4 separate regions of the Mus musculus genome follow, and all the other regions are linked to region 3. A link is a contact called in public Hi-C, HiChIP or PLAC-seq and promoter capture Hi-C data. All regions are on one chromosome and are shown on one strand. The core of a region is the stretch at or near the end of the contact, and the rest is flanking DNA. Distances in the headings are between cores, read along the strand shown.

What was found. A called contact is a pair of places that touch in the nucleus more often than the background predicts. HiChIP or PLAC-seq counts read pairs in DNA pulled down with a chosen protein or histone mark. Capture Hi-C pulls out chosen DNA fragments and counts their contacts.
Region 1: a Hi-C map of bone marrow-derived macrophages shows a contact between it and region 3, with 36 read pairs. The contact joins the enhancer-like site here to the promoter of Drc7 in region 3. A contact is called at or near these places in 1 of 39 promoter capture datasets (neural stem cells), 4 of 15 datasets of contacts at CTCF or cohesin (embryonic stem cells and stem cell-derived epiblast-like cells), 20 of 484 Hi-C or Micro-C datasets (B cells, the G1E-ER4 cell line, the HL-1 cell line and 8 more), 7 of 115 datasets of contacts at active chromatin or transcription factors (embryonic basal ganglia, embryonic stem cells, fibro-adipogenic progenitors and 2 more) and 3 of 9 other capture datasets (adipose tissue, liver and pancreatic islet).
Region 2: a contact with region 3 is called in a promoter capture Hi-C map of liver. The contact joins the promoter of Adgrg5 here to the promoter of Drc7 in region 3. A contact is called at or near these places in 9 of 39 promoter capture datasets (the 3T3-L1 cell line, 3T3-L1-derived adipocytes, cranial neural crest and 5 more), 1 of 484 Hi-C or Micro-C datasets (hematopoietic stem and progenitor cells), 2 of 115 datasets of contacts at active chromatin or transcription factors (CD8 T cells and acute myeloid leukemia) and 4 of 9 other capture datasets (adipose tissue, liver, macrophages and 1 more).
Region 4: a contact with region 3 is called in an H3K27ac HiChIP or PLAC-seq map of embryonic stem cells, with 5 read pairs. The contact joins the enhancer-like site here to the promoter of Drc7 in region 3. A contact is called at or near these places in 2 of 115 datasets of contacts at active chromatin or transcription factors (both in embryonic stem cells) and 2 of 9 other capture datasets (adipose tissue and liver).

What each region holds. Positions count from the first base shown.
Region 1 is chr8:95,208,806-95,211,661 of GRCm38.p6, reverse strand. No RefSeq gene overlaps it. Among named protein-coding and RNA genes, the nearest start is that of Gm31277, 9.1 kb to the right of the region's middle. Within about 2 kb of position 1,446, at least 73 of the 459 cell types and tissues checked have an H3K27ac peak or open chromatin away from gene starts, as enhancers often do. A contact at or near this core is called in the HL-1 cell line, bone marrow-derived macrophages, fibro-adipogenic progenitors and 1 more, where this site is marked.
Region 2 is chr8:94,922,320-94,925,308 of GRCm38.p6, reverse strand. Adgrg5 (adhesion G protein-coupled receptor G5) reads right to left here and starts at 1,615. Exons shown (of 12, transcript NM_001145972.1): 1 at 1,552-1,615.
Region 3 is chr8:95,053,669-95,056,453 of GRCm38.p6, reverse strand. Drc7 (dynein regulatory complex subunit 7) reads right to left here and starts at 1,351. Exons shown (of 18, transcript NM_001042715.3): 1 at 1,311-1,351; 2 at 240-453. The coding sequence starts at 445.
Region 4 is chr8:95,190,260-95,193,439 of GRCm38.p6, reverse strand. It overlaps a transcript of Kifc3 not described here. Among named protein-coding and RNA genes, the nearest start is that of Gm31277, 9.3 kb to the left of the region's middle. Within about 2 kb of position 1,744, at least 11 of the 459 cell types and tissues checked have an H3K27ac peak or open chromatin away from gene starts, as enhancers often do. A contact at or near this core is called in adipose tissue and embryonic stem cells, where this site is marked.

The sequences.
Region 1 (2,856 bases), core at 197-2,696, 160 kb before region 3:
CCAGGAAATAGCCACGGGGCTGGTGAGATGGCTCAGTGGTTAAGAGCACCGACTGCTCTTCCGAAGGTCCTGAGTTCAAATCCCAGCAACCACATGGTGGCTCACAATCATCTGTAACAAGATCTGATGCCCTCTTCCGGAGTGTCTGAAGACAGCTACATTGTACTTACATATAATAAATAAATAAATCTTTAAAAAAAAAAAAAAAGGAAATAGCCACATGTGACGGTACACAGCTATCACCCCAGGACTGGACGGCTGAGGCTAGAGGACCTAAGTTCAAGACCTGCTCAGGCTACTTGTAAAGACCCTGACTCAAAGGGTCAAAAAGAGCCATGGTCACCTGCCCAAAACAGAACCCATAACAACTGCATCATCACTGGCGGGTTCGGTTCTGAGTGAGGAGCTCTTGTTGGTTAACGGCTAACTAAAGAAGCCGGTTTGTTTGCTTTTTAATATTTATTTTTCTAATGTGTGTAAATGTTTTGCCTACATGTACATATGTGTGCCACCTGTGTGCCTCACGCCCACATAGGCCAGAAGAGTACATCTGATCTCTTGTAACTGACAGTTTGTTACAGACAGTCATGAGCCACCATGCTACCGATGGTTGTGAACCGCCACATGGTTGTAGGGAATTGAACCCAGCTCCTCTACAAAAGCAACCAGTGGCTCTTAACCAATGAGCCATCTCTCCAGCTGTTTGGACATTGGGTCCCGCCGTGTTTCTCTGTAGACCAGGCTGGCCTTGAACCCTACTTTGATCTACCCTGCCTCTGCTTCCCACGTGCTGGAATTAAAGGCATGCACTGCTATTCCAGCTTCTGTGATGAGATTCCACGTGTTCCTCATGTGTTCCTTTGCCCTACGACACCAGAGTCTAGAATTGCACTTTCTGACCTCATATCCATGGGCAGACACTCTTCAGCCCGCTTTCCCAGTGTCAGTAGACCGCCTGGTTCCCCATGTCAGTAGACCGCCTCGTTCCGTCTCATCGTTTCTCTGACTTCCGTGCCTTGCTTTTGAAATTTGACTGTTTTTCCCATCTCGCTTCTGCTTACTGCACCGCTGTTTGTCCCTCAGATTTTAAGTGCTTAAGCTTTAGAGTGAGATGTATCTCAGTTAAAGTTCACTGGAGGATAATAGATTGGACTGCGTTCAGCAGATCCATCAGTAAGCAGTGTCTGCCAGGAAGGAGAGTGCTAAGAAGAGATGGCTGAGCCACTGAAGCCCAGAGAGGGGACTTTGTATTGTCACCATCAGCCTGTGGCATTTACATGAAAGGATAGAAGCGGGGGTGTTGTGGGGGGAGGGGCAGAAATAAAGGAGGCATATTGTTTATTTCTGCTTGCTCATGAACATCACACGATGACTACACTTACGGCTGAAAACTGTGACTCAGATTTGAACTGTCCACTGCAGGCTGCAGTTGTCGTCGCCCAGAAATGACTAATTCCTCTGCAGACAATAAACTAAGCAGAATAAGGACATTGAGTCACGGATTCCCAGCTCAGAGGCAAGGGGCGGGGGGAATCACAGGGCACCCACCCAATTCTAATAAGCCAGGGCTAAAAATATCGGCATGGCATGGCCGATGGGAAAACAGCGTTACTGCTGTAGTAAATCTGTCAGCAGGTGACACGCAGCAGCTGTGGTGTAATTAACAGCACCCAAAGCTGGGAGGAGTCCCAATCCTTCTACTCGGTAGTTACTTTACCTTGGGTGTTTGTCAGTGTAAAGACAATTGACTAGAGGAGTATTTATTACCAGAGGTAAGTTTTAGGACAAAGTAACAAAATGAGGCAATCATTGTATCCATTGCTTTAGCCTCTGGTAGGCGTTGTAGTATCTGCTAAGTGCTGACTCGAGTCTTTATGTTTTCTGCTTTAGAAAGCCACAGATCTTCTCTCTTTCCCGAGCTTTTGTACACTGCACTCATATGAGTGTCTTATCACTTAGACTTCCCTGGGTTCTGCTCTCATCGCCACTGTCCTATTTGTGGATGACGCCTTATCATTGGTTTATTTCTTGGCCTTGGACCTGGAGCAAGCTAGGCAAGGGCTGAGCTATACTGAACTACACCTCCAGTCCCTTTAGCAAGTCTAGATGTTGCTCCAATTTGGTGAGGCCCTGCTGTGGTTTGTATCCTTTCTTCCAAAGATCACACAGAAATGTAGTCACCATTCTTTTGTTTTGTTTTGTTTTTGTTTGGTTTTTTGGTTTTTTTTTCGAGACAGGGTTTCTCTGTGTAGCCCTGGCTGTCTTGGAACTCACTTTGTAGACCAGGCTGGTCTCAAACTCAGAAATCTGCCTGCCTCTGCCTACCGAGTGCTGGGATTAAAGGTGTGCACCACCATGCCCGGCTATGTAGTTGCCATTCTTAACAGTGTTGAGAGGCAGCAACTTGACAGAGGTGTCAGGTCAAGTGGGCAGAATCATGTTGTTTCAGGTCTGGGTTACTTACAAAAGCAAGTCTGCTGGCCATAGTGGTGCATGCTTTTAATCCCAGTGCTTGGGAGGCAGAAGAAGACAGATCTCTGTGAGTTTGAGGCCAGCCTGAACTACTGAGTTCCAGGACAGCCAGGGCTACGTAGTAAAACTGTCCAAAAAAAAAAAAAAAGGAAAGAAAAAGAAAGAAAAAAGAATGAAAAAATGAAATGAAGAGAGGAAGGAAAGAAAAGAAAGTCTAAGCCATATTCTTCAGGCAACTGGAAGAAGCCATTTTGTTGGTTTTGTTTTGAGAAAGGGTCTCCCTCTGTAGCCTAAACTGACCTTGAACAAAGGATCCTCCTGCCTCAAACTCCAAGTGCTGGGCCCACAGGGGTAACATCATTATGCCCAGTTAGGGTTTGCCTT
Region 2 (2,989 bases), core at 366-2,865, 130 kb after region 3:
CAGCCTGGGTTATGACAGTAGAGGACCAGGTGACACAGAAAACCTCAGCTGATGGAACTCTTAGTGGAGAAACTGAAACCCCAATGGGTAGAAGAATTTGATCTCCAGGATCAGGGCCCTAAAGCCTGGTTTCCAGACCTTAGCCCTGCTGCTCCCAAGCAGAGGCACACAGAGAGGCAGCCTGACCCCATATATAACTGAAAATCAAAAGACCAGAGCTGAAGCTCACCCCATCCCCACCCCAACACCCCAGACAGAAGCTGTGGCTGCCACTTCATTCTCACGGGCAAACCTTTGCTTTTGCTTGTAACCTCCCGGTACCCACCCTGTCTCTGCCGATCAGGACCCAGGCATCATCAACCTGTCAACCCTCAGCCGTCAGGTTTCTATCTGTGCAGTTCATCACTTGAAACCCCCTTTCCTGACTTTCCAGGTGATTCTGGAAGACGGCAAGACGACATAATACCACAAAAGCCAAGCGTTTCCTTGGGGCTCAACAGCAGCCCCGTAGCCAAGCTGGGACCCAAACCTGGGCTTTCAAATTCCAAGCCAGCACCAGCAGCAACTCCCCAAAGGTGCCTGAAAAGCCAAGTGGTGGTAGGCAAGTGAGCAAGTATTTTAGGTCAGTTAAAATTGGGAGATTAAGATATACGTGAACAAGAAAAGGACCTTAGAAAGCTATGGGTTTAATAACCAGCTCCACTATTCAGTGCCCAGACTGCAAAGCACTGGCTTAAGAAACTGGCCTCAGTGACCTTCCAATTTCCTCGTGTGCAAAACTAGGCCAGAGAGACCCATTTCCCAGGGAGAGGAACTCAACCATTTCTAGGACTCTTTCCTGTGGGAATCAGCCCCTGCCCTAGGTCTAGTCCTCTAACTGTAGGCCTTGGGCAGGAATACATCTTCAGTGCATGGGGCGTAGGAGCCTCTGCTTTCCACCCAGCACAGATCTCGTACCTCAGCCACGCCAGGTCCTGCCCAGGACAATCCTCCTGCTTATACATGGCTCCTCAAACAGCCATCCCTGCTCACCACTGGCTGGGCTCTGCCTCTGGCTTTCTCTAGGTGCCCCTGGCTGGGATGAGGAATGGGCCAAGTCGATCAGCATCAAGTCACAGCCCAGAAAGATGCTGCTGTCAGCTCTTTTAGAAGTGGGCAACGGGGGCCACTGTAAACCACCAAGGAGTCTGGCCCCGCTTGTCTGGAGGTCCTTTCTCTGAGACCCTGTGTCTCCCAGGCTGCACAGGAACTTCCTCAGTTCCTATTTGCCGGGCGCAGAGCATCTTACAGTCTACCCGCTGTCACTCAAGCCTTGTGCTACACGACTCACCTCGTTTTCTATATGAGAAATCGGGATTCGGGAAAGCTACCCCCCCCCACCCCCCAGATATAATCATGGCTTAACTTCACTTCTGAAAGTAGAGGCTTCTCTGGAGTTGGAAGGAGGTGGGTCCCTAGCTTGTCACTCCTGGGATGGCATGAGATCTGTGCACCTGGGGTCTGTGGATGGGGACCAATGGGTGGGAGGGTGGAGGGGTCCAGGGGACTAACCTGTAAAGCAGTCAGCGGCAGTCACGTCCTCACTGCTGTCTCGAGATGGTCCTCTAGCTTCTGCAGGGAGAAAAGGAAGTTGAGAGGAGTTGAAAGCTGTGGCTTTTCTGTTCACCTCGGCCTACTTACTCCCGGGCTTTTCTGGCCTCCCTTCACCCTATGCTCCTGCCTCACTTCTTTTGTGGTAGCACTCTCTGTTTCCTCTGAGCTGTCGGCTAGATCAAGGTCCCCTTGGTCACACTCTGGGGGGGGGGGGGGGCGGGTGGAGGGGGGGAGACTGGGCTCAGCCTCCCCAGAAGTGCCAGGAGAGACAGACAGCATGGTGTTGTGGAGGGTTCAGGACGGTCCAGCTCTGCACCCTTGGGCAAGCTATAGCTCCTTCCTAAGTCTCAGTTTCCCCATTTATAGAAAGGGAAAATTTATATTTTTAATATATATATATTTCCTCATGTATAACAGCAATCAGACCTGCAAGTGTCATAGATGCTGAACTGATAGCCTAGAGAGGACAAGGACGCAGTTCCAGGTGGTCCAGGGCAGATCTCAGGAAGTATGGCCAGAATAGCAGGGAGAGAAAGCAGACTAGCCTCGCCTTCAGTCAGAAGTCCCACGAGCGTAGCCTATAATACCAGCTATGCTCTCTACAGAGTCCTAAAGAGACCACGGAAGTGATTCAGAGATGGGGAGCCTATCCAAATTCCCTGCAGAAAATCATAACTCAAGAACCTCTTCTGCTCCTGCGGTAGTGGGGCTGAGGGGCACAGAGACGCAGGGAAAGGAAGAAAGCACGGGTCCCAGCACAGTCTTCCTGCCCTCCACCGCTCAAGCCAGCTTCTTCACAGTCAGTTCCTCATAGCTCACAGTGGGTGTAAGGGGCTCAGAGGGAAAGGGGGCCCCACCCCAGATGCCATCAAAGGTTTTGCAGGGCCCCTGTACAATTGTGTCTCAACTCCTTGGCCAGACTCCCACTGGGTGACTTAGATAAGCATTTGCCCTTTTTGCACGTTGTTTTTTTTTTTTCCTGGCTATTGTCTTTAGTGGTGTTTGGCCTCAACCCCAGGGCCTTGTGCACGCCTCGAAAGCATCTGCTGGCTGAACCACCGCCTTAGCTCCCACACACCCATGCTTTAGTTTACTATAACCAGACGTTCACCTCCTGGCCTTTCCTAGGGAGGGTGGGGGAGGCGGTTGTCCGGGATGCCTTGGGGACTGAACCACCAACTCCTTTATGCTCCGTGGTGAGCAGCTGCACAGAAGGCCTAGGTAGAGAGCTCTGATCCCCAAGTCCCCACAACCTCTGTGTTTCCTACCTCACTGTTCCTGCCTCAGCTTAGGATGCCGGTCACCCCTGCATACAACACCGAAGAACACACTTCACTTTGGACAGTCTTATGCTCAGAAGCCAGATCAGTAGCTTCCTCGGTCCCTTGGAGGAGAA
Region 3 (2,785 bases), core at 102-2,601:
TACACAGACAAAGTAATGGAGGCTGCAAAAGGTTGACGGCCTTCCCCCCACCCCCGTACCCCTCATCCCCACACACCCCAGTCACACAACTGGGGCAAGGTGAGCAGTCTGGGAGTAGAACCTCAAACTGAATCACATCCCTCTATGACCCCCGCTCCCAGCCCAGATGCTACCAATCCTGCCTTGGTCCTTTCTGACCGCCAGCGCTGGGCTGGGAAAGCCCCAGTCCGGACACTCACGAGTGATCAGCTTGGGTAGGGATCTCGATGGCCATCAGCTTCCCCTCCAGGTCTCGAAGCTCATCCTGGCTCAGGATGGTCCCCTCTCTGCTCACTTCGGCGGACTTTGTCACCCTCTCCAGCTTCTCAGTCCGTTCGGCCCTCTCGGCTGCTTCTTCACGCTCAGCCTCCTCCTCCTCCTCCACTTTCTCTCTCAGGACCTCCATCCTGACAGCTAGAGATGAGGAAAAAGCAAAGACGCTCAAAATGGCCGTTGTCCGACAGGAAGAAGTCACCGAGACCACTCGTACATGCTGAGTGGTCCCAGGTACATTCCTCATGGAGGAGGAGCAACATCCCTTGGAAGCATCCCTTCCACCAGCCAGGAACAGACCTCCAACCTAGCAGCATGGTCTGGTTTTTAAAGCCCTTTGCTGCCTCTTAGGTACAGGGAGATAACCAAGAAGTGGGTTATATTTTTATTAATAAAGTTATACTTTTATTTCACAGCTCACTAGAAACCTATTGTGTGGTAAACACAAAAATGATATCCCTCATCCTTAACAGACTGATGTAGTTAGTCCTATGAGTCCCATTCTACAGGTGAGAAGAGCAAGGACTAGAGAGCCTAAGAGAATCATCGGAGTTACATACAGCAGAGAGCAGATCTTTGACTGGAACCCATGGATTTCTGCCTTTGAAACCCATGTAAGAGGGGAGCTATGGAAGGGAAAGGGGTGGGAGATGGGGGGTGGGGAGCAAGGAAAGAAACATGACAGAAAGATCAAGGTGTCAGGGGGCAGGCCAGCTCTAGCTGGGGCTCAAGGTCACAAATTAGGCCATCAAAGTGGGTCTGGGTCCAGACCTGCAACATTAACACCCCCCCCCCCATACAGGCTACCTCCTCAGCTACTGAGGGACCCATAGTGTCCTACCAGAGCCTCTTCCCAGCAGCCTTCTCCTCTCCACAAAACAGCCCTTCCCGACAGGTCAGGGCTAGGAGACCCCAGGAAGGAATACTTTGCTTCTCTGGGCCCTCCCTCCCTATCTCAAGCAGGTCCAGCCATGCCCAGTTTCCAGTTCCCTCCTTACCCTCCAAGAACAGCCTTACTGTTACTTGTCTCTATGGTAACAGCGGAGGGCAGGCCCTGGGAGAGGAGGCTTCTGGGAAATGTAGTTTCTTGTGATTGCTTAGGTTCCAGTTTTCCTCCTCCTCCACCACCACCACCACCACCACCACCATAGTGTGCTGGATGGTAGAGTAAGAGAATACAAGAGATGGTCACCAAGCTTTTAGCAATTATTGTGAACCAGTTGTCAAATGCAGCATTATTAAATGATTAAAAACCTCCAGAGAATTATTGCTCCCGATACATGAGCGAGGCAACATATAAAAGTGTTTATTGGGACTTAAGGTTCCAGAGGGTTAGAATCCATGATCATCATGTCAGCAAGCATGGCAGCAGACTGGCTGGTATGGTGCCGGAGCATAAGCTGAAAATTTACATCCCAATCTACAGGCACCAGGTCGGGGGTTGTGGGTGTAGCTAACTGAGAACGTATGAACTTTGGAAAGCGCAAAGCCCAGCCCCAGTGACACACCTCTTCCAGTGAAGCCACGCCTCCTCCAGAGAAACCACTCCTCCCACTCCTTCTAATCAGTTCCACCAATGGGGGACCACCAAACATTCGAATATATGAGCCTATGGGAGTCATGTCCTTCAAACCACTGCATGAAGTACTTACAATAAAAACAAAAGCAGTAGATGCTGAAAGCCCATCACTTCCCAGCTATCTGGCTACTTCCTGAAGTGGAAACTTAAGGGTTCTTTGGGAAGTCAGTTGTGTTGGATGGTGTTTTGCTGGGGCAAACAGGTGAAAGAAAGTTTAGCTGACACAGGAGAAAGGATATTCTGCTAAAGCAAGCCCATGAAAGGACTCGCGATGAAGGATTCTTCACTAGTGACATGCATGTATTGGTCCACCTTACATTGTGTAGTTGAGCTGCATTTGTTAGGACTCTATAGAGAGAAACGCACCAAAAAACCCTTCTGGTGGTGTGCTTCTTGACGCTTCCTCCGTCTCGGGCTGATTGGCAGAGTGAAATCAGCTGAGTCGCACTCACGTGCTGAGGCAAGATCAGTGAAGGACATGTGATGTTTGGAGGGAGTATAAATAGGACCTAACAGACTGTGATGAAGGCAGAGCTTGGCTTTCTTATAGAGCTGGCTGTGCAATGCTTGTTGGTCTCACATCTTTGCTGATCCTTACTTTGCTGAGAGAGGCACAACTGAGAAATTTTCCTGGTGTTCCTGCTGGTCCTGGTCCCTCCTGCTGACTTGTGCCGAGGCTGAGGCCTGGCACCAATGCTGCTAACCCAACTCTTTGGAACTGGACAGCTGATATTTCCATGGAGTGTTTTTGAGTGGACTGTGCTGCTGCTGCTGCTGCTGCTGCTGCTGCTGCTGCCCTGTGAGCTGAAGTGCCAATTTCCAGACAACACAGACAGGAGTTGCTCCATTTCTAGACAGGTCCGCTTCCCCTGTAGCCTTTCTTTTCCACTACCT
Region 4 (3,180 bases), core at 495-2,994, 140 kb before region 3:
GTCTCCCCTCTGGAAAACCCCCTAACCCATTCCCTTCTCCCTGCCTCTATGAGGGTGTTCCCCCACCCACCCACTCCAGCCTCCCTGCCCTGGCATTCCCCTACACTGGGGCATTGAATCCCCACAGGACCAAGGGTCGCTTTTCCCACTAATGTCCAACAAGGCCATCCTCTGCTACATATGCGGCTGGAGCCATGAGTCTCCCATGTGTACTCTGGTTGGTGGGCCAGTCCCCAGGAGTTCCTGGGGGTTCTGGCCAGTTGACACTGTTGCTCACCCCGCCCCAGGGGCTACAAAACCCTTCAGCCCCCCCCCTCTCTGTTTCTTTCTCTCTGTCTCTGTCTCTCTCAACAGAGATTCTCTATGTAACTGGCTGTCCTGGAATTCACTCTGTAGACCAGGTTGAATTCAAAGAGCTACACCTGCCTCTGCCTCCCAAGTGCTGGGATTAAAGGCATGCATATTTTAAGAGAAATTCAGTAGCTAGATGTGGTAGTACATGCCTGTAATCCCAGCACTCAGGAGACAGGAGGGTCTCTGTGTGTTTGAGGCTAGCCTGGTCTACATGTCAAGTTCCAGGCCTCCCAGAGCTACATAGAGCAGTAGTTCTCAACCTTCCTTATCCTGAAACCCTTTAATACACAGTTCCTTATGTTGTACTGACCCCCAACCATAAAACTGTCTTGTTGATACTTCATAACTGGAATCTTGCTACTGTTAGGAATTTGTGATTCCCCAGAGGGTGACAAACCACAGACATAGAGAGAGCCGGATCTCAACCTATGGGTCATGACCCCTTTGTGGAGTGGGAGTGGGGGTGGGGAGAAGGGTCAGAGGACACTCTCACAGGCACATCAGGCATCCTGCACATCAGATATTTACATTAAGGTTCATAACAGTAGCAAGATTACAGTTATGAAGTAGCAACAAAATAATTTTATGGTTGGGGGGGGTCAGCGCAACATGAGGAACTGTATTAAAGGGTCACAGCATTAGGAAGGTTGAGACCCCTGTAAAAGGGCTTTATAAGATAATTAAATTGGTCGTATACACACACACACACACACACACACACACACACACACACACACACACAGAGTTCCATTTTCATCACCTAAAAGGTGACTTACCTGAATTAACCTAGGTTGTACAGGAACAAACAAGAGAAATAAAAGACCAGGCATAACAGCCCAGTGCTCAGGAGGCAAATGTAGTGGATCTCTGTGAGTTGGAGGCCAGCATGGCCTATATAGTGAGACCCTATCAATCAATCAATCAATCAGTCAGCCAATAAAAATAAACGGATTGATACAAATACATCGGTGAGTTAAATGGAATCTGAAGTCTAGGTTTGGTTGTTTTGCCTTTAAAAAAAAAATCCTTTATATGCATATGGCTGTTTTGCCTGCACACATGTTGTAGACCTTCCCCTCAGAGCCCAGAAGGGGGCATTGGATACGCTGAAACTGCAGTTACATACAGTTGTAAACTGCGTTGGGAAGCAAGCCCAGGTCCTCTAGAAGAGCAGCCAGTGCTCTTAGCCTCTGAGCCACCACTCCTGCACCCAGTCACACCTTTTGTTTAAAGTCATTTTAACCCAGGGCCTTCTTATTCTGTAGCCTTCACTGGCGAGAAACTAGCTGTATAGACTAGGTGACCCCGAACTCACAACAACCCCCATCTGGCTGTCAGGTCCTGGGGGCAGAGGTGAGTGCCACCACGCCCAGCTGCATTGCTTAATTACAGCTAACCCTTTGGACCCAGGTAACCATTTGCCTCAAACTGTTAAGGCAGGTTCCTAGAGCTGGCAAATAGATGTGCCGGCTTCCTTATTTCATTGCAGTAACAAAATACCCGGAACAAAATGGCAAGTGAAAAGAGGAAGGGTTTTGGCTCACAGCTTGAGGATACAGTCTGTTACATCAGGGAAAGCATCAGGAAGCTGTGTGCTCCTGCCTGAGCAGGTGCAGAGCGGGGGCTCAGCTCACCTTCTCCTCTCCCCACTCCCCCCTTTTAATGCACGTGAGGATTTCAGCCTACTGGATGGTGCTCCTGCATCAGGGTGGGTCCTCCCTCCTCAGTTAAACTTCCTCGGAAATGTTTCCACAGACAAATCCAGAGCAGTGCCTCAGTGATGGCAGGGTTTTGTTTGTTTGTTTATTTGTTTGTTTGTTTTTCATTTCATCAAACTGACTATTGAAATGGTCTGCCTGGTGACACTTGCGAGCCCTGAAGTCAGGCGGATGGAGCTGCAGGCGTAAGCTCTGATGTGCTTTGCTCATGTTGCTGTTAATCCCTGGGTCCTCTGATCTCTCAGCTGCCATTAAGACAGAAAAAGTACATTCTTCATGATGCCAAAGGGAACAAACGTCTTAGATTCTGAAATTAACGTTTAAGAGGGTAAGGGAAAATGAAATCATCACCGAAGTTTCATTATCTATCTATCTATCTATCTATCTATCTATCTATCTATCTATAGTTTTGTTTTTGACACAGGGTGACCATCAGTAGCTCAGGCTGGCCTTGAACTCTCGACCTTCTGAGTACTGGGATTGCAAGTATGTACCATCACACCCAGCTATGTCTGGCACTCTATGGAGCCTAGGAAGATTTCTCAGACCTTGCTTGCAGCCATGCTATAGGTCCTAAGCCTGGACTATCTCAAATTTTTGGCCCTAAAGGCCTGATGATTCTTCAGAGTCCTTTTACTTTTATTTATTATTAATTAATTAATTAATTTTGGTTTTTCAATGACAGCGTTTCTCTGTCCTTTTTCTCTGCCCTTGCTGTCCTGAAACTCACTGTGTAGACCAGGCTGTTCTTGAACTCAGAGATCCCCCTGCTTCTGCCTCTGAATGCTGGGATTAAAGGCGTGCGCCACCAAGGCCAGACTTCTTCAGAATTCCAATAGCAAGCAAGGCTTGCAGTTTCTCTTCTCGGCTTTTAGGTTCGTCACTTCTGCCTCAGCTCTCTCTCTTCTCTTTCCACCCATCTGTTGCCCCTGCCCTGGCCACTCTTGACCTGCTCAGCCTCTTCAGCTCCCGGGGAGCGGGCTACCTTGCTGCTCGTGTATTGAGTGACTGCTAACCCGTAGCCTTGGCTGCTTCGTCTGCTGCTGCGTTCTTGGTTACTCCTCATCCCACGGTACTAAAACTAGGTACAACAAGACTGACTGAAAGA